3 separate regions of the Mus musculus genome follow, and regions 2 and 3 are each linked to region 1. Evidence: chromatin contacts called from public HiChIP or PLAC-seq data. All regions are on one chromosome and are shown on one strand. Each heading gives the region's core, a stretch centred on a gene start, on an enhancer-like site or on the middle of the called end of the contact. The rest is flanking DNA. Distances are from core to core; before and after follow the strand shown. Region 1 holds the start of Spata33 (spermatogenesis associated 33). Region 2 overlaps Acsf3 (acyl-CoA synthetase family member 3). Region 3 overlaps C230057M02Rik (a long non-coding RNA gene).

Evidence for each region. HiChIP or PLAC-seq counts read pairs in DNA pulled down with a chosen protein or histone mark.
Region 2: an HNF4G HiChIP or PLAC-seq map of pancreatic cancer cells shows a contact between it and region 1. The contact joins the enhancer-like site here to the promoter of Spata33 in region 1. A contact is called at or near these places in 8 of 115 datasets of contacts at active chromatin or transcription factors (the NIH/3T3 cell line, bone marrow-derived macrophages, embryonic limb bud and 3 more) and 1 of 9 other capture datasets (adipose tissue).
Region 3: a contact with region 1 is called in an H3K4me3 HiChIP or PLAC-seq map of bone marrow-derived macrophages, with 6 times the contacts expected there. The contact joins the enhancer-like site here to the promoter of Spata33 in region 1. A contact is called at or near these places in 1 of 15 datasets of contacts at CTCF or cohesin (large pre-B cells), 3 of 115 datasets of contacts at active chromatin or transcription factors (bone marrow-derived macrophages, large pre-B cells and pro-B cells) and 1 of 9 other capture datasets (embryonic stem cells).

Annotation. Positions count from the first base shown.
Region 1 is chr8:123,211,530-123,215,734 of GRCm38.p6, reverse strand. Spata33 (spermatogenesis associated 33) reads right to left here and starts at 2,877. Exons shown (of 3, transcript NM_177279.4): 1 at 2,738-2,877; 2 at 2,498-2,647. The coding sequence starts at 2,774. Chmp1a (charged multivesicular body protein 1A) reads left to right here and starts at 2,947. Exons shown (of 7, transcript NM_145606.3): 1 at 2,947-3,069. The coding sequence starts at 3,063.
Region 2 is chr8:122,797,185-122,801,755 of GRCm38.p6, reverse strand. The region is part of intron 6 of Acsf3 (acyl-CoA synthetase family member 3); the gene reads right to left. Among named protein-coding and RNA genes, the nearest start is that of Gm35466, 24 kb to the left of the region's middle. Within about 2 kb of position 2,200, at least 2 of the 459 cell types and tissues checked have an H3K27ac peak or open chromatin away from gene starts, as enhancers often do. A contact at or near this core is called in pancreatic cancer cells, where this site is marked.
Region 3 is chr8:122,736,652-122,740,856 of GRCm38.p6, reverse strand. It overlaps C230057M02Rik (a long non-coding RNA gene), which reads left to right. Exons shown (of 4, transcript XR_001778694.1): 2 at 1,964-4,205. Among named protein-coding and RNA genes, the nearest start is that of C230057M02Rik, 14 kb to the left of the region's middle. Within about 2 kb of position 1,341, at least 49 of the 459 cell types and tissues checked have an H3K27ac peak or open chromatin away from gene starts, as enhancers often do. A contact at or near this core is called in pro-B cells, where this site is marked.

The sequences.
Region 1 (4,205 bases), core at 1,628-4,127:
TGTTACACCTGACTCCAAATGCTTGCAGCTTAAAATAACTTGTCTGTCGTTGTTATGGGTCAGAGACTTAGGACAGGCTTGTCTAGGCAGTGTCACTTGAGGTCCCATGCTTGGCGTGGTTGGATTATTTCTAGGCTGTGTCCTCGGGAGACTTATCTGGGCTACAAGTGCTGTTGATAGCAACAGGCTGTGAAGCCTCAAAGGCCAGAGCCTACAGTCACCCAATGTTCACTCAAAGATCCAGCCCAAGGTTCCCAACTATGGTGCAACCCAGAGCCTCAGAGGTGGACAACCATGGGTTAGTTTGTGGGGGATGTATGTATGTATGTATATCACGTATGTATGTATGTATGTATGTATATCATGTGCATATCTGGTGCCCACAGAGGTCAGAAGATGGCACTGATTCCCCTGGAACTGGAATTACAAATGCCTGTGAGCCACCAAATAGATCCTGAGAACGTTAGCCAGGTTCTCTGTAAGAGTAGCAAGTGTTCTTAACTGCTGAGTCAACTCTCCAGGGCATCACATAGCCCGGGCTGGACTTGAACATGCCATGTAATGACAGCTTCCTCTGAACTCACGCTCCTCCTGCCTCAGGTGTTAAGATTCCAGGCATGTGCTACCATGTCTGCTTTATGGGGCGCTGGTGAAGGAACCCACACCTTTGTGCTTCTTGTATGGTAGACACTCTCCCTAGGGCTTTGAAAACACAGGGTCTCACAATGTTGCCCAAGTTGGGCTCACATGATCCTCCTGCCTCAGTCTCCTGAGTAGCTGGCACTATAACTCCATGCCTAGCCTGTGCGGTTTTAGAATCCTTTCCAAATGAACGTGGGCCCAGCACCTGGGGAGTTGCAGTAAAGGGACTGTGAGTTCAAGGCCTTCCTAGAAAGGAGGTCATAACATACACGGACATTTACACCTGGCTTCCTCAGACCTCATGCTCTGAGGCTCCCTCCAGGGTCGCATGTGTCAGTGGCTTTGTTCCTGTGACTGCTGAGCCTGCTCCATCATCTTTTCTTGACACCAGACTCACTTGGTTTTCTCTTCATGTCCACCTGCATTTCCTCCAGATGTTGACGCTGTATGACAGGTGTCACCGGTGGCCTTCAAATGGGGAGTTCCTCGCTGGCAAAGGCCTTGTCTACCCTGATGCCTTACAAACTTGTAGAGCTGGAGCCATCTTAGAGAGGCTGGGCAGATGAAGCCTATCTCAGAAAGGCTTCCTTGCCAATAGCAAGCAAGGCCCCACATCTCTTAAGGGTCAGCATGGTCTGTGTGCCTGTGAGGCTGCAGCCTTCCAGATCCCTTGGCACTGTGAAGGAAGACATTCCTGAGGTTGAAAGCGACACAATGGAGCACAGAGTCCTCGATGCCGATGCCAGGCATGGTGGTGGTGGTCGCCATCTCTGACCCATCTTTGGTGAGACATCAAACCACAGGGTGACAAAATCTTGTTTAGTTGGCTTTTCTGTCATCAGCTAAAAGCGCCCTGATCGACAGATATCACATCACAAGCCTCCCTAGGTCTGCAGCCTCTGTGTAGCCTTCTAGCCTCAGATGAGGGGCCCCTAAGCTTCAAGGTCAGACCTCAGAAATCCAGTCCCAGCACCTGGATTTCAAACTGCCTCCCCAAGACCCATGGGTGCCTCAACCTCTTTCTCAAATGAGAGGAGGGTCTGTGCTTTCTACCTCCAATCCTTCTCAACTGTCCTCGGCTACTGCGCCTCTGGCTTCCACCAGATTCCGGCAGTGAGCCTGGGGTAGGTCCTCCTAGGGCTCTGTTTTTCATACAGGCCTCCATTCTGGAACCAGAAAGACAAAGCATCCAATTCCTAATGCCTTCCTTGTTTTAAACCTGCAACAGTTCTATTTCTGACAATGGGGGGGGGGGGGGTGTCACAGTGTCGGAAGGCTCTGTACGTTTCCTTCTGTGTGGCCATACCAAGCTACTATAAAAGGTAGAAACAGGCCAAACGTCTGCCTCGGGGAAAAGTGGAATTCGCAGCAGTTTCTGGTGTCTGCCAAATGCTGGGTGTGAAAAGAAACACTTTTGTCCCACTCACGGTCCTTTCTACCTTGAGACGCCCTCCCATCTTTGTGGCCAGGCTGAGGGACACCAAGCCCTCTCCGCTCAGGAGTCAGTCACACAGCAGCCTGGCCAATCACCCGAGGAGAATTCTGCTCCAAGCTGTAACATGTTGAAGGGATCACTGTGGGACCAGAGAGCACCCTACTAACCCTCTTTGGGGAACACTTTATGGATCGCTCAAGTTTCGTCTCAATTTCTTTTTTCCTTCTGAAACAGGGTCTCCAGATATACAAGATGCCCTTGAAATCCCTGTTATAGCCTAGCCTAGAGCCAAGGGCAGTGCTCTCGCTCACCTTCCCTGCACCGAGAACCCTGTAATATTTACCTCCCGGGTCATCATCCTTAGAAAGAGGTCCCATCCCTGCTGCCTTGCCGCGGCCGGTCTCCTCTGGATCTCCCTACCTTCAGACGAAGACGACGGCCTTGAGTGCTTGGATGTCGCGAACAACAGGCTTTCGGCAGGCTGCGACTCCTTGTCAGACTGCTTGGCCTCCTTCTCCATTACTTTCTCCTTAGACTTTGTAACTAAAGTGGTAGTGCTCTTCTCCTCCTCTGAAACACACGGACGGACAAGCCGTTAGACCTACAGCCCGCGGACGCCCGCACGGAGGGCGGGCCTCGCCGCCAGGCGGCGCCCTTTACCTTTCTTCTCTCTGGGTTTGCTTTTCGACTGGCCCATAGGTGACCCCGCCGCTCCAGCCGGGCGGCCTCGGGGCCGGTTAACCCGACCGACTCACAAAACCCACACTAGGCTCCGGGAGCTCATTACCATGGCAACCGCGTGCCGCGCGAGCCGTGCCTGAGCCCCGCCCAGGCCCCGCCCAAGCCCCGCCCCGGAGCTATCTTCTCGCGACAGCCGGCCGCGCGACCGGAAGCGGTGGCGACCCCGGAAGCCCTCGCGGAGACAGCGGGTCCGTAACATCGCGTCCCCTGCGCCGCCCCGAGGGCTGTGCTAGCCCGACCGGCCATGGACGGTAAGGGGCTGTCATCCACTTCGGGGTCGGAGCGGGAGTCTGCGGACGTCTCGCCTCAGCCCCATAACCCAGCCGGACCCGCCCCGGGCTTCAGCCCCAGACTCTATCCCCCCGGGCCTGGGACCCATAGTCTATACCCTGTATTCGGACCGGGACCCGCCCCCAGCTCACTGGGCTCGAGACCTCCGACTAGGACCTGCCCTGGGGCCTGCAGCCCGTGTAGCCACCAGGACCCGACCCGGTGCCTGAACCCTGACATCCTAGCTGAAACCCTCTCCTGGGCCTCGATCGCACAACCCAGCAGAAGCCAGCTCCCGATTCTTGATTCCAGACCCCCAGCCAGCTCTTACCCCTGGGTCTTGTTTCTTTACCAGATCTCCCCAGGCCTGCACCCCACGCCCGGGATCCAAACCCTGAATCTTGTCCAAATGATCCTACACCCGACCCCCGATCCAGGCCACTTCCACTAGCCACTCTCCCTGTTTGTTTTGTTTCTGTTTGGGGACAACGGAGTGTGGTCAGAAGGCACCAGAAAAGTACCCAGAGAAATAGTAATTAAGATACAAAGGAGTTCAAGTGCCAAACAGTAGGATTTTGGGTTCCCTCCTAGTAGGAGGGCCCGGTTAACCTTAGGTTAACAGGTTGGAAGGGAACCACCCGTAGCAGTATGAGTCACGAGTCACTTCGACCTGCCGTGGCTCCAACCTCTAGACTCCCAAGGAACTCATAATAGGTTTTATGGGCTAGTATCATAGAGTTTTTGTTTGTATGAGACTGCTTCTCTATGTAGCCTTGGCTGGCCTAGAACTTACTGTATACACCAAGCTGCCCTTGAACTCAGAGATCTGCCTACTTCTGCCTCCCCACTGCTGGGATTAAAGGTCTGTGCCACCGCCTAGGGCTGTAATGGAGGTTTTGTTTTGTTTTTAAACTGCTTTCTGAAATGTAGAAAGCTAAAGTACTGTGTCATTGTTGTAGAAGACGTAAGAATCCTAGACTGAGCCAGGCGTGGTAGCGTACGCCTTTAATCCAGCCTGGTCTACAAAGTGAGTTCCAGGATAGCCAGGGCTATACAGAGAAACCCTGTCTCGAAAAACAAAACAAAAACAAACAAGCAAAAAAGAATCCTAGACTGT
Region 2 (4,571 bases), core at 951-3,450, 410 kb after region 1:
GAAAATTCCTAATATATTACAGCCTGAAGTCAAACAATGTCCTTGAACTAGTGGGTGAACTTAGCCAAATTACTAGAGGATGCCAGTGCCCACCCAGAGCTAGCTGTGCTGCCACAGACTATCGATGAGCAACCAGCACTTACACCCACTGGGGTATCAGAAACAGAAGGTAAAGAAAAGGAAAGGCCAGGCAGTGGTGGTGCACGCCTTTAATCCCAGCACTTGGGAGGCAGAGGCAGGCAGATTTCTAAATTCAAGACCAGCCTGGTCTACAGAGTGAGTTCCAGGACAGCCTGGGCTACACAGAGAAACCCTGTCTTGAAAAAAAAAAAAAAGAAAGAAAGAAAAAAGAAAAGAAAAAGAAAAAGAAACAGCACCTGATTGCTGAAGATGGCGCAAACAAGGGTAGGTCAGACCTAAGTGAACGGAAAGACACACATGCTCATGGACTGGGGCTTAGTCATTGTTAATTCTCTCCCGCCCCCCAGTGATGTACAGGTGTAATTGAATTCCAATTAAGAACCCAAATGACTCTTTGTAGATACAGACAAGCTGGTTCTTGGGGCTGAGAAGATGGCTCAGTGGATAAGCCCTTGCCATGCAAAAGCCAAATGTGGTTATGTGTATCTGTAATGTAAGCATGTGGTTATGTGTATCTGTAATGCAAGCATGTGGTTGTGTGTATCTGTAATGCAAGCATGTGGTTATCTGTATCTGTAATGCAAGCATGTGGTTGTGTGTATCTGTAATGCAAGCATGTGGTTATGTGTATCTGTAATGCAAGCATGTGGTTATGTGTATCTGTAATGTAAGCATGTGGTTATGTGTATCTGTAATGCAAGCATGTGGTTGTGTGTATCTGTAATGCAAGCATGTGGTTATGTGTATCTGTAATGCAAGCATGTGGTTATGTGTATCTGTAATGTAAGCATGTGGTTATGTGTATCTGTAATGCAAGCATGTGGTTATGTGTATCTGTAATGCAAGCATGTGGTTGTGTGTATCTGTAATGCAAGCATGTGGTTATGTGTATCTGTCATGCAAGCTTGTGGTTATGTGTATCTGTAATGCAAGCATGTGGTTATGTGTATCTGTAATGTAAGCATGTGGTTATGTGTATCTGTAATGCAAGCATGTGGTTATGTGTATCTGTAATGCAAGCATGTGGTTGTGTGTATCTGTAATGCAAGCATGTGGTTATGTGTATCTGTAATGCAAGCTTGTGGTTATGTGTATCTGTAATGCAAGCATGTGGTTATGTGTATCTGTAATGTAAGCATGTGGTTATGTGTATCTGTAATGCAAGCATGTGGTTATGTGTATCTGTAATGCAAGCATGTGGTTGTGTGTATCTGTAATGCAAGCATGTGGTTATGTGTATCTGTAATGCAAGCTTGTGGTTATGTGTATCTGTAATGCAAGCATGTGGTTATGTGTATCTGTAATGCAAGCTTGTGGTTATGTGTATCTGTAATGCAAGCATGTGGTTATGTGTATCTGTAATGTAAGCATGTGGTTATGTGTATCTGTAATGCAAGCATGTGGTTGTGTGTATCTGTAATGCAAGCATGTGGTTATGTGTATCTGTAATGCAAGCATGTGGTTGTGTGTATCTGTAATGCAAGCATGTGGTTGTGTGTATCTGTAATGGAAGCATGTGGTTATGTGTATCTGTAATGCAAGCATGTGGTTATGTGTATCTGTAATGCAAGCATGTGGTTATGTGTATCTGTAATGTAAGCATGCAGCAAGATGAGAGTTGAGGGCAGGAGGATTCTTGCAGGCTTAAGGGCCAGCTATCTTGCTATAAATGCCAGTGAACAAAAAGTCCTGCAAGATGGAGACAAGGAACAACAACTGAGGAGTTCCTCTGGTCTCCACATGCATGCCATGGCATGTGCACCCCCGTACACATATAAAAACCTAGCATGTGCAGGATTGTGGGGAGCAATAGCCCAGCGGTGGAGCATTTGCTGAGTAGGTGTGGGTCCTGGATTTGACCCCTAACATTGCAAAACTGCAGATTCCAAACACGGAACAGAACCTGTTGATGGTGGCACGTGAAGCAGCCCGTCCCCTCCAGGAACCATTTGAGCAGTTCTCAAATATGCTGCATCATAACAGCAGGCTCCTCCCATGCACTGACCTTAGAGACAGAGATCCTTAGTTGCAGAAGAAAACCTCAAATCAATATGTATCAAAATGACTCATCAAGACCCAAGTCTGGAAACACCTCGTGTTGGTCAGTTTTTCATGGCTGTGACAAGCTTCTAAGAGGACAACTAAAGGACAAAGGAGTTGTTCTGCCTCGTGGTTCCCGAGGCTTCGTGGTCCAGGGTCACCTTGCTCCTCACTTCTGGACCTGTGATGAGGCGTCCGTCCCAGTGGGAGCTGAGTGGAGCGGGGCTGTCCACCTTATGGTGAGCAGGAAGCAGAGGGGAGGAGCTGGGAGAGCTCCCCCTTCGTGACTCGTTCCCCCCAAACTGGCTCTATCTCCCAGAATGCCATCCTGCCAAGATTCCATCAGGGGCTGGTTCTACTGATGTGATCAGAGGCCTCAGGGTCTACAAACTTTCTAAAGCCCATCCGCTGTCATCCATCCCCCCCCAACAGATCCTTCTGAAGACACCTCAGACTCAAATCACCACGCAAAACAAATGTCTCATAAATAGCAATTAGTGAACGCCCACCTCATGGAACATCTCTTTGCAGCAAAAAAGGAACACACATCACATCTGGCTGTGTTAGGGCTTTGATTCTAGTGTGACTCCCCAGGGTTCTACCACCTGATGTCTGGGAGGAAGCAGGACTTTAATGGAGCGCAGGGCTGGGGGCTGGAAGGAACCTCTCTCCATGGTCAAGGCTCTGGTTGCTGTCGATGGACTCTACAGATGCAGTAACCCCACAGCACAGTCATTTCAGGCCTCTTGCCCACCCAGGAATCCTCACATCCCAGTAATGCCATCTGACTAGTCACCAGCTGTGTTGGTGCCATCCCTGACATCGATCAGTGTGCAGCTACTTTACCGCACCCCACCTTCCCTCTCAGATACCCCCCTAGGGACCCTGCTGAGTTCTAACATCTCAGAGCAGCCCAGCTTGGCAGTAAACATCACCTGTATGATACTCACTGCACGGGTCCTATCCAACTGGAACAGAATAACACGTACAGCTAACTCAGTAACAGAAGGCTTGGCTCTAGGCAGGAGCACTGCATTCTTCCTGTGGCTAGAAAGCCAGTCAGTGTAACCTTACCACGTGTGACTTTAGGATCTAGTGAGAAGTCAAACATGGTGAAGCCAAGCTCCTTCCACAGCCAGCTATACAATGACACCTGAAGACCCCCTGCCCCACACAGCAAATTGCTGCCTGGCTCATACAGTGGGCAGGCAGCAGGCCTGAGGATCTTTAACCAGGGCCTCACCATGAATCTTAATCTCAGCTTCCATACAATAAGAATACATATTCCCAGGCCAGTGGCATGAACTAGAAGCACACCAGCTTATTAACACTGAGACACACGTCTGCCTCTCCCCCAGTCTCAGCAGGCTGCATTTCTGAATCATGGCTCATCTGCCATGGTAACCTGGGTTTTGAAACATGGATGCTATGGGCTCCTGAGGATGTGCAGCATCACCCCACGGTGCCACACCAGCTTTCCTGAGACCAGCAGCTATCACAGCATCAGCACCTCCAAACACAGAGCAGAGTCAGGGTCCTCAGGACACTGGCTCCCCAAGACTCTTGGTTCAATCCTGCTTAAAACCCAGCCAAACCTCTCCTCAGGCACCTCAAACAGGTTCTCCTTGTCTGAGGCCATGGAGACAGATGCCCAACAGTCCTGACTGGACCCAGTGTGCATGTGCCCCAGCGATGGTGTCACGATAGGACTATGCCCCAGCCTTTGGTTACCACCATGGAGCCTTCAGTGCCCGGCTCACCTCACCATTCATGTATCCCCCCAGATGACAGCACATGCCCCTTTTTGAGATCAGGTCCCATTATGTAGCCGAGACTGACTTAGAATTCATAATGCTACTACTAACCTGACTCCTGAGTGCTGGGCTTATAGGCACACACTGACATGCCCAGTATGCCTCCTTTAAAGGCTCAATGGCTCTACATTCCACTGTGCATACTGGGTACACAATCCACCCCGGTCTCTTTATTGAGCTCTACGCTGGCTGATGCTATTCACTGGCTATCATGGAGTGTTGCAGCAAATGTGGGCACAGTCTCGCATTACAATCTCCCTTGTACTACACAGAGATTGTTGGAGCTCGTCCTTCCTCTTGTCCCCCTCCACACTATTTTCCCTGATGACTATAATGTGCTAACGTATGTTCCCACGGTGAGCTCAGGTCCCCTCTGCGTCCTCCCTGCTGTCTTCAGTTTGTTGATGGCTGCCGTCCTAATGGAGATCACCCGCACTTACATTGGCCTTCCTTCACTTGGATGTCCTTGGTCATTAGTGACGTCAGTATTTTCTGTACACTTGTTGACCAGCAGTTTGCCATTTTGTGAGAAGTGTCTAGGTCTCCCGCCCTTTCCAGTGAGTCGAGTTTTTCCTT
Region 3 (4,205 bases), core at 92-2,591, 470 kb after region 1:
CAGAGCCAGGGTCTTAGTGAGCAGAGTGGAGACCGAGCCACTCAAGGGACATGACCGAGGTCAACAAAGTGGGGTGATAGGAACACCCCAGAGCAGGCCTGCACTAGCTTTCCAGAAGCTTATTTGGGATAGGACAGAATAACTAAAGGTGGAATGAGACAGAGAAAGGGGAAAACGGCTGGCCATGACAGAGGGGCTCTGAGCGAAGGGGCTTCTGGGGCCGTGCACACGAACAGGTCAGTGCAGGAGGAAGGAACGGTGTTGAAGATACTCCTGGTCCCCGTACAAGGAGTCAGAACCCCGACTTAGCTGGCCTCACAGACTTAGAGGGCTGGAGGCAAGGCTGAACCTCTTGTGGTTTGGGCAAGCCCAGCTGTGTGCCCGTGACACCAGAAGAAAAGGCACACAGGATTCAGTAGCTCACATACAGCCACATAGCTACCAGAACACTCTCCCAGCGTGTGTGGAGGGGGTAGTCTTACAGGATGAAGGTCTGATAGTGCTGAAAGACCCTAGGGACACACCTCAGAGCCCAGAGAGCACAGGGGTAAACTCCTACCACCTGGGGAGGGAGGTGGTCCAGAGAGTAACTGGGGGACCAGTTCCATCTGGGGATCACAGTCACTATTCTGTTAGGTAAAGGCAAGGAATAGACTGTGCCCCCAATCCTGTGGCCAGGACCTCATCTCTTCTCCCATGACTCCCTGGGGCCTCCTGTATAGGAAGAGGCGAGGCCAATGAACTAAAGTCTGAGGCCTTCTTTGTCAATGTGGCAGGTGTACAGTCAATGCAGGTCTAGAGTCCAGACTCCCTCCATGGGCCTCTCCGCCAAAGTTCTCAACCACCTAGGGTCTCAGAGCTCCAGGGGAGGAGAAGGAGCTCCCTCCACACCTCACACCTAGCCAAGCCCAGCTGAGAGAAAGTTGGTTCCAGCTGTCTTCTCCGGCTTCCTTCCGTCTGTGGTCTCCCTCTCTCCCAGAGGTTCCCGATTCTCTGGCTCTCTGTTTTTGACCCTGAACCCCATACCCTAGGGTTTCTAGGGCTCTTCCTTCTCCCACCGCAGCAGATGCTCATCCCGGACTCCTGAGACGGATGGCTAACGGATGGGGAGCTGATCTTTGAGCAGGAGACACCGCTGTGTCTAGGAGAGAACCTCGTTGTGCATTTGAACTCTGAGGGCCAGGGCCAGAAGGCTGTAGCCAGGCTGCCCTTATTGTATAGGGGGCAGGCGCTGCCCGTGGCAGGGCAGGAGCCTTGGGGAAGCTGGAACTGGCTTCTCAGGCCCCCTGCTGCTTCTGCTCATCCAAGTGAGGCAGGCTGGCTTCCTTTGTGTGGCTGCGTGGGCGGGCGTTGTGGGCTGGGTCTGGAGGTAATTTGTCTACCTCCTGCAGCTGCCTGTCACCTCACATCTGTGAAGCAGCTTCATTTCACTGTCATTAAAAATCCCAGGTCTGACAGGTAGCAAAAATCCAACGTGAAAACAACAACCTGGGGACCAGCCTTGGCTCCGGTGGGAATCCTGCCCTGCCCCCATCCCCCGACCAATCTACTCCTTCAGGGAGGCCAGGTGGGAGTTGGCCTTCTGCTCTGTCCTGGTGTGGGCTGGCTGAGTTGAACAGGTGTTCCCTGCTACCCAATACAGAAGAACCAGAGTAAAGGGACAGGGAGGGGAGTGGCGGAGGGGGGGGGGAAGCTGTGGGAAGGCAGAGACCCATCCCAGACACCTGCTGCCTGGGCTGTGACACACAGAAATCTCGAGGGGCCAAGTATTGCCCATCCCTAGATGAGGTGAGGAGACCCCTGAGACTTAGGCACACATCCAGGCGTTATGCCCGTGGTCAGGCTGGCTGACCCTCAGGGATCCTCTCTCTCTCTCTCTCTCTCTCTCTCTCTCTCTCTCTCTCTCTCTCTCTCCCTCCCTCCATCCCTCTCTCCTTACACCCCCCCCCCCCCGGTTTCTAAGACCTTCAGTATAGGGTCTGGACTCCAGGAGCTGGGCAGGACTCCAGCCCCACCTCTCAGAACCTCTCCAGGAAGTGCACCGTCTGCTTCTCTTGAAAGAAGCAGTTCTAATGCACAGTGAGTGGATGGGACGCATGCAGCCTTGGTGCATGGAATGCACTGGGCCTTAAAGAGGAGAACAGCTCTGCTGTGGGGGCCGTTACCCACCGGCTCTGCTATGGGGGCCGTTACCCACAGGCTCTGCTGTGGGGCCGTTACCCACAGGCTCTGCTGTGGGGCCGTTACCCACAGGCTCTGCTGTGGGGGCCGTTACCCACAGGCTCTGCTATGGGGCCATTACCCACAGCTCTGCTGTGGGCTGTTGGGAGGCACATGGACCCTGGGAGGATGGTAGTTGCTGTAGCCCTTCTCTCACAGGAGGAAGATACCAGGCCCCACCTTGCCTATCCACCACGAGTCAGGCTCAGAGGTAGCCTGCACAGTGGCACTGGACCTGTAGGCGTGTATGCACCTATCCCCACCAGAACCTACGGTCTCATTGAGACTTCATCAGTTAAGGTTGTGAACTGGATCTGGATTGGGCTGAGCCTCCAGTCTTGCCCTCCCCCGCCCTGCCCCAGGCCAGGCCCAGTGCATAGGCAGTGTTTTCATCCAGAGATTTCAGTAGACTCTCAGTGTTGAGGATTCCTCTTGCTGGTGGATGAGGAGGCCCTCCCAAGGCCTGGAGCCCCCTTCCTGGAGCAGAGGAGTCCAGCACACAGAGGGTTAAACGCTGATGATGGCTTTGTCTCTGCATCAGTGTACATAATGTGCTGTGCATTTGCATACTGCAGTGTGCGCTCAATTAAAATGAACTTTTAATTTCTTCTAAGTAAATTACTTCTTGCCGGTACGTGATGTGCACAAATGTCAGAATAATGGGAGAGCCTTAATGAGCTGGGGAGTAGATCTTGTGGGGGCTGCCTGAAACAACCCCTGAAACACACGCGTCTTCATGCCACACCAGCATGGGGCACACCCTGTCCCTCGGGCAGGCCACACACTAACCTGTGACTGCTGGTTATATCCATTCCACAGTCACTGTGTAACCCTAGCTGGGCCGTGGGTGCCCTCTCACACTGTCTCTCACTCAGCAGTGATCTTCTCCTTGTGTGCCTCAGATACTTGCTCACTTACAGAGAGAGGGTTTCCCTGAGGGACGTATAGATTCACCCAGCCTCAGTTTCCCCGTCTGCTCCTCATCTTGGCTGTACGTGAGAATGTAAGTTTAAAGTGTTTCAAACAGCAGTCACTGAAATCAACAGGGAGGCAGTGCAAGCATGGTTCCCTCCACCTGCATGGTCCAGCAGCCTGAACCCAGACCTGTAGCACCCCACGAGGGCAGGTAACACATTGCATCTGGACAGAGGAGGAATGGAAAATCAGACCAAGACACACAGCAAGTGCAGGGATGAAGGTTGTCACCCCAAAGCCTCACCTCATACATTTCAAGTATGAGAAACTGCAAGGAACACCAGCCATCAGCACTGCAGGCACCGATGGGGCAAGGGGAAGCCTAGCAGAGCTCCCAGGCCCCAGTACCTGCACAGCTCATTAGCCTCGCCTGGCACTTGTTTCAGTACCTTGGAGAGGTCCAGAAACATGCTGTGGCCCTCCACTTCAGTTGGGTTAACCATACCCTTTATCCACAGAGGCAGCAGACCAGAAGCCATTGTGGTGCCACAAGCCTAGATCAACCTGGTTTCAGGACCACAGGTCTCATGACCCTGACATAATCACTTGGAACCTCTTAGCACCTCGTCTGTGCTTGGGCCTGAGGACGCTGCAGGCCACATTTAAATCCCCTGCTCTAGGGGCCTACAGGATGGCTCAGAGGGTAAAAGATGCTTGCCACTAAGTGTGACGATCTGAGTTTGATCCCTGGGACCCACATCGTAGAAGACAACTGATTCATACACAGTTATCCTCCCAGTTCCACATGTACTTGGTAGCATGTGCACGCCCATATGCACACACACATACATGCACGCGCACACAGACACATATACACACCCACATACACACACACGCTCACATGCATGCATGTACATGCACACACACACACGCACACATACACACACATGCATGCATGTTCACATGCATACTCGCGCACACACGTACATGCACACCCACTCAACACATGTACACTAAGAATAAATGAGACACATACCTTCCATCCCCCCATTCCAAGTTGTGTTGAAGCT